3 separate regions of the Mus musculus genome follow, and all the other regions are linked to region 2. A link is a contact called in public promoter capture Hi-C data. All regions are on one chromosome and are shown on one strand. The core of a region is the stretch at or near the end of the contact, and the rest is flanking DNA. Distances in the headings are between cores, read along the strand shown.

The links. Promoter capture Hi-C pulls out the DNA fragments that hold promoters and counts their contacts.
Region 1: a promoter capture Hi-C map of liver shows a contact between it and region 2. A contact is called at or near these places in 7 of 39 promoter capture datasets (the 3T3-L1 cell line, cranial neural crest, hippocampal neurons and 3 more) and 1 of 9 other capture datasets (adipose tissue).
Region 3: a promoter capture Hi-C map of the C10 cell line shows a contact between it and region 2. A contact is called at or near these places in 4 of 39 promoter capture datasets (the C10 cell line, liver and second pharyngeal arch cranial neural crest), 2 of 484 Hi-C or Micro-C datasets (cortical glia and embryonic stem cells), 7 of 130 datasets of targeted methods (the NIH/3T3 cell line, craniofacial prominence, embryonic basal ganglia and 4 more) and 3 of 9 other capture datasets (adipose tissue, liver and pancreatic islet).

The regions. Positions count from the first base shown.
Region 1 is chr19:29,418,281-29,422,099 of GRCm38.p6, forward strand. The region is part of intron 1 of Pdcd1lg2 (programmed cell death 1 ligand 2); the gene reads left to right. Among named protein-coding and RNA genes, the nearest start is that of Pdcd1lg2, 9.3 kb to the left of the region's middle.
Region 2 is chr19:28,962,589-28,966,426 of GRCm38.p6, forward strand. It overlaps Plpp6 (phospholipid phosphatase 6), which reads left to right and starts at 1,332. Exons shown (of 1, transcript NM_028922.3): 1 at 1,332-3,838. The coding sequence starts at 1,413. The coding sequence ends at 2,291. It overlaps 4430402I18Rik (RIKEN cDNA 4430402I18 gene), which reads right to left. Exons shown (of 14, transcript NM_001374140.1): 3 at 948-1,085.
Region 3 is chr19:29,235,951-29,240,072 of GRCm38.p6, forward strand. It overlaps Gm41829 (a long non-coding RNA gene), which reads right to left. Exons shown (of 2, transcript XR_877802.2): 2 at 2,107-4,122. Among named protein-coding and RNA genes, the nearest start is that of Gm41829, 7.4 kb to the right of the region's middle.

The DNA of each region.
Region 1 (3,819 bases), core at 576-3,075, 460 kb after region 2:
GACATGTTGCAATCAGTACCTCAGGTCTGTTGCTTCCCACTTTGTTCTTCCCATCTCTCATCCCTGATGCCATGCAGGCTGTGGCCTACGTGACCATTAAGCAGGTCCAATCTCTACCTCCAGCTTTATACTGTCTGCCCTTCCACATCTTGAGGAACTTCTCTGGGCACTCTAGCAGGCATTTCAGATCTAATGGATGTTCCTAGCCCTCTAGTGTCCTAATGACTCCATCCCTAAGCCCAGGAGGTCTGTATTTCCTTTTAATTACCTATACTGTCAGCAATGTCCTACAGGTGTTTTTTTGTTTTTTTTTTGTTTTTGTTGTTGTTTTGTTTTGTTTTCAAAAACATAGCTCTAAGAAAATGGGCTAGTCTATAACAGATCAGGCTTTATTGCTCACACACTTCGCTGGGTTCTCTCCTCAACCTTATCTGAAATACCGGATGTGGCTGACATCCTGTAGTTCAGTAAGTGGAGACTGAAGAGCCTAGAAATGTTAAGAGAGAATCTCTTCCTTCAAAAGAAACAAGCAAACAGACGGGAGTGGGCAGATGGTGAGGCAAGTGCCACCAACAGGCAGTGAGCGCTCAGCAAACATCACCTTCTGACCTTACTTGGTTACTCTGTTTAGCTTTGTAAAATGTGAAGGGGTTGGACAAAGTTTAAAAGACTCGGTTCTCCCTTTCACAGCGGTAACAATTGGCAACAAAGTTCTGGCTGGCTCGGCTTGCCTCTCACATCCACAGGTCTGACTGGCAGGAAAGAGAAAGAACGTCCTGCTGGTGAGCGAAGAAGCTGGATTTGGAAAGTGGTGAGACCTGGAGTAAAATCCAAGGTCACCCTCTGTGTCCTGCAGGCTGCAGCGTGTCCTATAATCAGAGTGCCTTTTTTTTTCAAATTATTTTAATTATTAGAATGTGTAACTATTAGAATGTAAAGCTTTTAAGTATGCAAATAAAAAGTTTAAAACCTTGGTATGGTGAGATAGCCTAGTGAGTCTAGATTCTTATTGAGCCAGCCTGGTGACCTAAGATCTATTCCTAAACCTCACACAACATGAAAGGAGAGCACCAACTTCATAAAGCTAGCTTCCAGATGCATACCATGGCACTTGCTCCTACACATGGCTTTGTTGCCAATAATAATAATTTTTTTTAATATTTCAGAATCTGAAAAAGAAAAGAAAACTGAAAGACTGCTTTTAGAGTTTGAAAGACAACATTGTTGAGATAATTATGGAACTGCTGAGTCAATGTAATTCCTAGCAAAGCACACCAGTTCCTTTTGTGCAGAATAGACAAGTCTACCCTAAAATTCATACAGAAACTCAAGAGAGAGAAATTCAAGGGAAAGGAGGAGGAAGGGCCAGAGGGAGGGGGAGAGAGAGGACTTCAGAAGGAACAAAGCTGACGGCCTTACTTCCTAATTTCAAACTTTTCACAAAGCTACAGTAAACGGCACTATGTGATGGGGGCAGAGAACAGACACAGACCTGAGCAACATGGATGCAAAGTCCAGGAATACACCCCACGTTTATCATCCAGGATGCTGGGATAATTCTACAGAGAAAGGACAGTTTAGTTTTTTAAAATAAATTTATTGGAGTATGTGCAAAAGAACCTTGCTCATACACAAAAATGAACTCAAAACAGATTAGAGACCCAGATATGAACAGAACAGACTTAGTTCTTATGAGAAAATGTTAGCAAGTAATAAACACATTTGGCTTATTATACAATGCAATATCTTCCCATTATGAAAGGAATAAAGTATTGATGTGTGCTGCACAACAGATAAACCTTACATCATGCTCAGTGCAAGAAGCAAGCCACAAAAGGTCAAGGGCTACTCAATGTCATTTCTATGAAATGTCAACACAAGCAGTTGACCAACACAGATGGACACCTGCCAGGATTCTGGAAAAAGGAAGGGGAAATGGGACTATTTCTGAGTGAATATGGTTCCTTCTTTTAGTGGTAATTAAGATTTGCCAAATTAAATAGTGGTGTTGGTTAGCCAACTCTATGCATATACTAAGCAGTCCAACTGAATGAATAGTGTGCCAAGAGTTTACATTAAGTTTATACGGCCTGCTTTTGTGTGTTAACAACATTTTAATAAAGCTGCTGAACATTTAAAAATAAATTTAATGAACACATCTTTAAAACCCTCCACAGATCACGCCCTCCACTAGCCCAGCACCCTAGTGCAAATGTATACAGTGCCCTCCTAAGGCTGCGTTGCAGCTCATCCTTCCAAAGCAGTCTACTCTCTAACCAAAGCACCGTCCTCTCTAAAAATGCAGACAAAGTCCCCGGGGCTCCAGAGCGAAGCCCTCCACCGGCTTACTGGCTCTGCTTTCCCGGGCCTGAGGCGTGCAGCTTACTCTGGCTAATAAAGCCTCAAGACAGAAGGGTTGACAGCAGTGTGTCTTCCCAGCTGGCTTCAAACATGAGCACTCTGTGGATGCAGAAAACCTGAGGTCAGAAGTGAAACAGGAGATGGAGCCACACTGAGCTAGAGCAGGGCCTGCCAGTCATACCTCCTGTCCCCTAGAGCAGGGCCTACCACACCTCCTGACCCCGGCAGACCTGAGAGCTCTCATAAAACACAGACACCCACCCAATCAAAATGGCTATCGTCAAGGAAACATCAAAACAACAGATATTGGCAAAGATGCAGGCAAAATTAACCCTTGCACACTGCTGATGGGAGTGTAAATTAGTACAGCCACTATGGAAATCAGCATGGATATTCCTTAATAAAACAACTAAAACTGGCACCACCATATGATCCAGCTGTTCCCCTCCTCCAAGTATACCCAGTGAAGTCTACGTCAGCTTCCAAATATTCATATATCCATGCTTATTGCTCTACCATTTATAGTAAGCAAGTTATGTTGCTGACCCAGGTGCTCACTGATAGATAAATGGAATATATATACATACATATGTATATATGCATATATGTATATATACATATATATGCATATACATATATATACATATATATGCATATACATATATATATATATATATGAATGATGATAGAACATTAGTCAGCCATAAGGAAGAATTCAATGCCATTTATAGAATTGCTAATGAGGAAGGGGGCAATGAGGAGATGGGGGAAGTGGCAGATCCAGTAAATGGACTAAACATAACCCAAAGTACATTATAAACATACCTGAAGAGTTACAATGAAATCCATTGTGTAAGACAATTAACAGTTAGCTGATAAAAGTCTTTATAACGTGGAGGTAAACATTTTCAGCATACAGACTCTACTAAGCTTCTTTGAGGTATATCTTAGAACAAGTAATAAAAATTAACCTCAATTTAATATGTCCAAAAGAATAAAAAGTGGGTCAGTCACGGTGACACTTGCCTGTAATCCTAGTACTTGAAAGTGGAAGCAAGATCAGGAGTTCAAAGTCAGCCTATGCTATGTAACATAGATAGAGGCCAGCCTAGACAATCTGAGACCCTGCTTCAACCCCCCCTCCAAGAAATAAGTAATTTGAAAGCTAATAATTAGAAAGCTCATTAAGAGACAAACCATACAACAGGCACGTTGGGGGTGGCAGCACTCAACAGCTTCATGCTTTCTGCTTAGTCAATTAATACATATTGATACACCAGCTCTGGTCTCCTGAGCCCTGTTCTCCGGGATCACGCTCCGCGAGTTCCAGTCCAGCTACAGATGATGGCTTATTATTAGGTAAACAAGACTGATTTTGGTACTGACTGAGCTTTAGAAAGTGACGTGGAGGCCCGCAAGGATACGGATGATTGCCAGTGTGGGTGGCTGTTGCTGTCC
Region 2 (3,838 bases), core at 82-2,581:
ACCATGTCTATCACCCACATATGGCCAGTAGGACCATCTGGGTTCTGACTATTTCCCAAGATAATATCCAATCACTTTTACCCAACCAGTTTCACGGACGTTTTTCCAATGAACAGGCTGCAGTTTTTAAAAACGCATCTTTTCTCTCATCCTTGGATTACAAGAAATAGGTAGGTTTCTGGAAAACATCTTCCAGACTTTAGGATCGATATGTACAATCTTCCCTCCACCCCAAAAGTCCACCTTAGGGGACCCTGGGCAAAACCACTAGGTTTACTAAAGATTACTCCAATTTCAACTCCAAAGCTAAAACCAGAACCTTAGGGTGTTGTTGGTGATTGCAGAGTATTGAATAGTCAGCAGCATACTGCAGTGGGAAGCCCTGGCCGGTGATTTTTACAATTTTTAAAATCACAATTGCACTCATTGGAATGGAATCTAGCCCTTACTACTATTGTTATATAACACGCACATGACTTAAGGAAACTCAGAAAATATGAACAGCTTTCTTGTTTAGTTACAGGCTTTCAATTACCAGGTACAGCTGATTTGGTTATAGTTTTAAGTTATTTTCCCAAGCTTAAGAAAGTTTTTCTTAAGATCTGCAGTTTATTAATAGCCCCTTTCATAAATGCAATGCAACTGTCTCTAACACCTCCAAGAACATTCAGAAACGCTCTCTGCTCCAGTTAGAAAATGCCATGGGAGTTCCAAGAATAGAAAGCATCCACCAGGGTATTTAGCACTCAATTGACAGAACTTGGCTCAGGCCTGCATTGCAAAAAGCAAGACTTCCAAACTATGGTTTTTGCCTCAAGGCCGCTTGTACTTTTTACACTGTGTTAAAAAAGGGGGGGGGGGGCGGGGAATAAATGTACAAAACCACTATTCTTTATGACCATTAAACTGGTTTCAGACAGCAAAACCCACTGAGAAGTCAAAATCACCTTTACAAATCTCATGCTCTGTTGAATCACAACAGGGAACACAGGGGGAAAGCAGTCTGTCTCCAGGTACTGATTCAGAAGGTAGACTCCAAGGTACACAGCTTCCTTGTCCGGCAGGAACACTCCGGGGCAAGAAATCTTAAAAAGAAGAGGAGGGCAATCAAGGGATTGGTTTTTTTTGTTTTTTGTTTTTTTTTTTTTTTTTTGTGCAGAGGGGCTGTTTATCCTAACCTCCCACAGCTCTGAAATGACGCCATCACTGCGTCCTTCACCTGCACTTCCCACCTCTCCTCAAGCTGGTACTCCCGGTTCCCTCCCACGTCTCCGCCAGGTGTCACAATCGTGCTCTGCGGCTCGGCTCCTCGGCCCGCCCTCCGGGATGGCAGTGCGGAAGCGGAAGAGGCTGACGGGCTGGGAAGCCTGTCTCCGGTCTGCCCGGGTCCCCGGGACCGGCCTCCCTCCGCGATGCCGAGCCCCCGGAGGACCATCGAGGGACGGCCGCTGGGCTCCTCGGGCGGAAGCAGCGTCCCGGGCAGCCCGGCCCACGGCGGTGGCAGCGGCGGCGGCAGGTTCGAGTTCCAATCGCTGCTGAACTGCCGCGCGGGCGCGGACCCCGCCTGCGCTCGGCTGCGCGCGTCCGACAGCCCGGTGCACCGGCGCGGCTCCTTCCCGCTGGCCGCCTCGGGCCCCGCACAAGCAGCCCCGGCCCCGCCGCCGGAGGACGCCCGCATGAACTTGAACCCGTCCTTCCTGGGCATCGCCCTGCGCTCCCTGCTGGCCATCGACCTGTGGCTGTCCAAGAAGCTGGGGGTGTGTGCTGGGGAGAGCTCGGCCTGGGGCAGCGTGCGGCCCCTGATGAAGCTGCTGGAGATCTCAGGGCATGGCATCCCCTGGCTGCTGGGCACCCTCTACTGCCTGCTTAGGAGCGACAGCTGGGCCGGGCGCGAAGTGCTGATGAACCTGCTCTTCGCCCTGCTGTTGGACCTGCTGCTGGTAGCTGTGATTAAAGGGCTGGTCCGCAGGCGCCGACCCGCGCACAATCAAAAGGACATGTTTTTCACCCTCTCGGTGGACAGGTACTCCTTTCCCTCGGGCCACGCCACGAGGGCCGCCCTGGTGTCGCGGTTTATCCTAAACCACCTGGTACTGGCCATTCCACTGAGGGTGCTGGTGGTCCTGTGGGCCTTCGTCTTGGGTCTCTCTAGGGTCATGCTCGGGCGGCACAACGTCACTGATGTGGCTTTTGGCTTTTTTCTGGGCTACATGCAGTACAGCATTGTGGATTATTGCTGGCTGTCACCCCACAATGTTCCAGTTCTTTTTGTACTGTGGAATCAACAGTGACACCATCTCATTGATTATTGACACCTTGAGGTCTGAAGGATTCCACACTCGAGGATGCTGACCTAAGCCAGAGCCATCTAGTTGCCCCTCTGGGCAACTTTGGGAATTCTGGGATCCCACTGTCTTGACAGGTTCCTAGACCGGAGCGCATGCTGGCTATTACTGAACACGGCCATACTTGAGAAACAAAGTCTACTGTGTATTTGACAGCTATTTATCACCAAGACAACTGTAAAGAAATCAAGCTGGCTGACTGTATGATTGCTATTTACTTAAAGTTGACAACGTTAATGAGTAATTCCCCTCACCCCCCAAAAAAACAATGTTATTACTTGTAAATTAAAATTTAAGAGCCATTAGCTAGATAAACCATGTGCTATTCCCACCCTTTACCTGCAGTAAATTTTAAACAATAATTTTAAAGTTCAAAACAGATTTTTTTTCTCCAATTTAACTCTCTGAATATGTTGCCATAATTGGAGCTTTTTCCTTCTTCTGATTCCTTTAAGCTCTCCCACCCTTGTGGACTTGGTAGTTAAGAGGTTCCACAGAGTATTTTCCTTTCTGCTCCCAGTACCTCTCAAACGATCTTTAGATAGTTAACTTCTACTACTATTTAACGTTATCTTTTAGCACTCATAGAACAAACCAAGATATGGAAGAAGACATATTCAAAAGGTGGGCTTGTCTAAGGTTCCCACAGAAATGTAAGTATGAGCCTACTGTTTTGTTTCCTAGTCCCATGGACAAGTAGCATACCAGGGGGCAAGAAGCTGAGCTGCTGGGGAGAGTCAGGGGAACTAAGAGCTTAGAAGGAGGCAGACCGGGAAGTAGGCCATGGCCAGGGGCAGGAAATGAAGCCCTGCTGTCGGTCACCTCTACTAAATCAAGCAAATGGTCCTCTATTAAGTAAAAAGTAGAAGAGCAATGTGGTTCTTTTCAGTGTGCCTGCATAGCGTTCCTGTGTGTACCCCAAGGATAACTGTATGCTATCCTTTCCCTATCGGTCCCACTGTGCTGTGTTCAGCACATTTTAGGTAACAGGACACAACTTGAAACTTTTCAGGAGAGCCTATTGCCCTACGTGAGCATTAGGTAAAACTCTTAAATTTCTGTTTACATTGAAAGCTGTTCATTCATGGCGCCCCCCCCCCCCCAATCATAAGACCAAAGATGACCAAATAATATGGTAGACTCTGATTACAGTCTGACCTAGAAAGACCAAAGAGGGGTATGCTCATGACATCTGTAAATGCTGCTGTGTCTGGAAAGAAAGTCTTTAAATCACTGGTGAAAGTGGCATCATCAGATAATCTCAATGGCCACTTGTTCTGGCATTTATAAATAGAAAGGACTGTGAGCTGTGGGCTATGGTCTAATGTTCAAAGATATGGGTGGACAGGACTGTGGAAGATGGACATGATAAACCAGTTCTCAGTAGGAGGAAGTAGGACCTTCGAGAGTGGGAGTCTGGTACACCCATTGGAACAAGTCCTTCGATAAATAAAACAGTTATCACATTCCCACAACAACCTAAACACAGACTA
Region 3 (4,122 bases), core at 46-2,545, 270 kb after region 2:
TGAATAAAGTCTGTTCTATACTATACCATCATATGGATGGTCCCTCAGGGAGAAGGGATGGATGGCTCAGTATGGTCCTGCAGAGGCACCTCCACCAAACATATCCCTGGTTTCTTTATCTTTTTATAAAACACAGCACTGTGAAGATGTATATTTCCATGACTGAATGTTACAATTATGTGCACATTGTTGTCATTGATGCAGTGGGGGACTTCTTTTTTTGGCCCTTTTGTCCTCCACTGATTAGAAGCATGAGGAGAAAGAACTGCCCTTCTTTGTCAAGGGCCCAGACTGCCATGTGGACTTGCTGTATCTCAAGTCAACTCAATAATTATTTGTTGAAGGCATGTTTATTGTTCTACCCATTGTGGGAACTAACTCAAACACATTATTTGACCTAACATATAATCTTGCCTAGAAATGCAGACTACAGAAAGCATCTGGTTGAGACATACAAAGCATTAAGGAATAGAGGGAGAACATTGAATGTCACTGCTATTTCCTAGATTATTAAAAACTGATTTCACAGCCAACTGTCATTCATCCAGGAAGTGGTTGTCTTCAGTTCTCCACAGTTTAAGTAGAATTACCAGTATTTTGATGAAGATAGATGCTCCACTACAATTCCTCCGCCTGCAATTTATGTCCCTTTTAAATAAACATTAGATGTGCAATTTTAAAACGATGGCCTAGTTAAAAGATAGGTCAATTTTGTATTTAGTCTTAGATATTGTCTCCAAGAAATGTCATATGTACAGGCAAATATCTCCAAATCTGTGACAATTTCAATCCCCAAAGATTTTGGACATAGATGTTTCTCACCTGTAGCGGTCACTTGTGTGGCTTCTCACCTGTAGTAGTCACTTGCGTGCTGTCTCAACTTTTGCCCTTGGTTTCACTTCCTCTTTCACACCTGGGGAAGTTCCAAACCCTGACAGAGTTGAACTTTTTATTCTGAACTTTGGGGTGGGTGGAGAGACACCCACAACAACGCTGTTGTTGAGCCTTGTGCCAAATTTTTGCTTTCTGGTGGGTTTTTATTTTTGTCTAGTAATCAACTACGGTCAGTCCTTGGTCCCTTTGCCCTCCTTGTCTTCTAGATAGTGTCTTTATGCCTCCGCTTTTATCTTTAAAGCCAGCATTTGTACATATCAGCCACCCCCTTCCTTTGTCAGTTGATCTTCTTTATGCTTGGGGGTGGGGATCAGCCAGCAAATGAGAAGAATCAGCAGTCAGTTTTGTTCCCTTACAATGTCTTCTCTTATTGTCAACTGTGCAGTTTTTCTGCTTAAGAAGCTGCGGTATGTTTGCAGGGTCAGGTGACTGCCTGCAGCTACTCTTGCTCGGTCTGTGGCAGCATCTAGGCTGACAGCCTTTTCTCCGCCTCCCCCACCCACTCGATGGGCTCTTTACAGACTAATGAGCATGGTGAGGACATTAGAGCTATTTTTGTTTTACAAATAGATATAAATCCTTTGAACGACACCCAATGTACCCTATGCCCTTAGCTATTATGTATTATTTATATCAGGATTCTTTTCGAAGTGTTTTCTATGCACAAAATACATACTTAATAAATACCTGTTGTGCTACCAGAGATGAATGTAGTTTAAGATTAAAATGATCTAAAACTAAAGATTCATAATATCCAGAATTCTATGACTATAGATGAATGGAGATTGGTATACCATAATGAGATTTTAAAATATTACTCTGGCTGTAGTCAGTAAAATTTAAATGCATATTTCCTTTAGTCCAGAGAGTCTAAGTGTGTATTTTGGGCAACCTTTTTGTGCTTTGAAATGTATGTACAACACATGTAGTTGTGAAAAATTAGAAAGCTAAATATCCACAAGTAGAGTTTTCAGTAAATTGAGAGTTACCTGTTTCCTGGAGACTATGTAAGAGTTTAAACAAATAGGACAGACTGTAAAGATTAAAATGAGTGTGTGGGGTGAAGAGCTGGTAACAGAAAGTACTAATATGGGATTATCATTTTTGCTTACAGAACTTCGCTGTTGGATATGTGTAAAAAATGCACTCCAGAGAGTGTGAAAGGTTATACACGGGCTCAGTGGTCAATTCTGAAAAATGAAGAGGGATAGGAAAGGCCAAGAGAGATTTACGATATTTTCCAAACATTTAAAACTTTACACAAGTGGCACGTATTAACACTTACTTAGAAATTTAAAACAGAGGACGGTAGTTTTCTCAGCGAACGTACATTAAAATGTTTTTATATCGACAGTAGACATGAAGGCATACACCCTACGCTTTCACGAGGTTTAAGACAAGCATATTTCAGTAATTAATAGTCGCCTTACACGTTTTTCCTGTCATCATTCTTACTAAAGCTGAACTTGCTGGAATGTCCTTGGTTCCCGGCAAGCTTCCTGTGCTTCAGGAAAGGGCTGATTTGACATCTGGGAGGGATGTGTGTGATACCAACATTCTTGTAGCCGTGGAGTACCCAGCCAAAGCCTGCCTTAGGACTGCTACATCCTTTATCATTGTCGTGTGACAAGTGAAGGTGACAGGAAATAAGTAAACAGAAGCACTGCGATTCAATGGGAAAGCAAACAAACAGGAAAGAGTAATAAGGAGACTGATTTCTTCCCTCTAACAAGTCGCTGTCAATTCTCAGGCAGCATTTCCTGTGTCAGACAGGGGAATTTAAAAAGTCCAAGACTTGTCTGGACTTCAGTTTGAGAAGCACTACCTAGTCTATTACTTTTCTAGACTACCCTAGACTACCACATTGGATGGCTTATATCAGTAGGAACTTATTCTTTCATAAATCTGAAAACTAGGCTTCCCAAGGGGTTGGCAAGGGTCAAGCTTCGTGTGAAGTTTCGGGGTGAGAGGATTCCTTCGTTGCTTCTTCCAGCTTCTGATGGCCCCCAGGTCTCTTTAACCTGTTCCTCTTTAGGAAGATGTGTCACGGTGACCTCTGCCTCCAATTCACATAGCCTGTGTTCCTGTGCATTCCTAGGAATTCCTGTCATTCCAGGTCAGGGTTCACCTTAGTGCTTTCATTTGTTGCTTGATTAGCTCTGCAGAGAGAGTATTTTCCAACGAGCATTTCCACATCCATAGGAAATAGTGGTTAGGACTTCAACATATTTTCTCGGGAGACCCAATTCAATTTGTACTAGACTGGCTGAAGTTTGATCTGTTGTGAATGATGTAAGTTTTTTTTTTTTTTTTAAGAAAGCAACTTCCAGGAAAATGAATTTAGATATGTGCTCTTGTAGTGGGCTTCAGAATATACCAGCAACGAAAGAATCAATAGAAAGCACTTTCTCAACAGCAGCTGCCTCTCCTTAGAGGAGCACACCTGCCTTCCATTCATCAGCTCTCACGATGGGTAGATAAAGAGGCATAGTTTCAAGACTTCCAAAAGAGGAGGCACCAGAGGGAAAGATTTAGAGGAACACAAAGGTCTAAAGACAAATGGGCATTTGCTTTAATGCTGGAGACTCAGCTAAAGGTTCTGTGGCATGACTTTAAATAGGAGAGCGTCATCATGGAGCAACAGCATATCCCAGTAGTGTTTTACAGGAATTGTTAGGGAGGAGGGGCTAACCAGAGCCAGCACTTGCCTATGGCTGCCTCCCCTGTTTTCCTCCCTCTACTGGTCCACTCCTCTGCAACTCCAGGTATGAGAACCCAGACATTACTCTTACGGTGGTTGCCTCAACCCCAGAGTATGGGTGATCTCACTTCCTGCAAACAAAAAAGGGATGTATGGTCTATGACTCTCAATTCCAAATTCCCTGGAAGGGAACTTCTGGTTCTGCTTGAGTCAGGTGTTCATTATGCTCCAATCAACGGAAACAGAGAGGGGCACACACTAACTAGGCAATGGAGGCTGGCACTTCTAGCCATTATGTTCTTTAGAAAGAAGCTAGGCTTGGGAGAAAGAGTGTACACTTTAGTCTCAGAAGTCAATACTTTCTACATTGGCACTTCAGTATGGACATTTTCTATTTTTAGGTTGTCACATTTATTTTTATACATGTATTTACATATGTGTGTGTGCACACGCCCACAGGAATGTGAGTTGCACCCACCGTAAGAGATATGTAGGGGTCAGAGGTCAACTCACCGGATTCAGTTCTC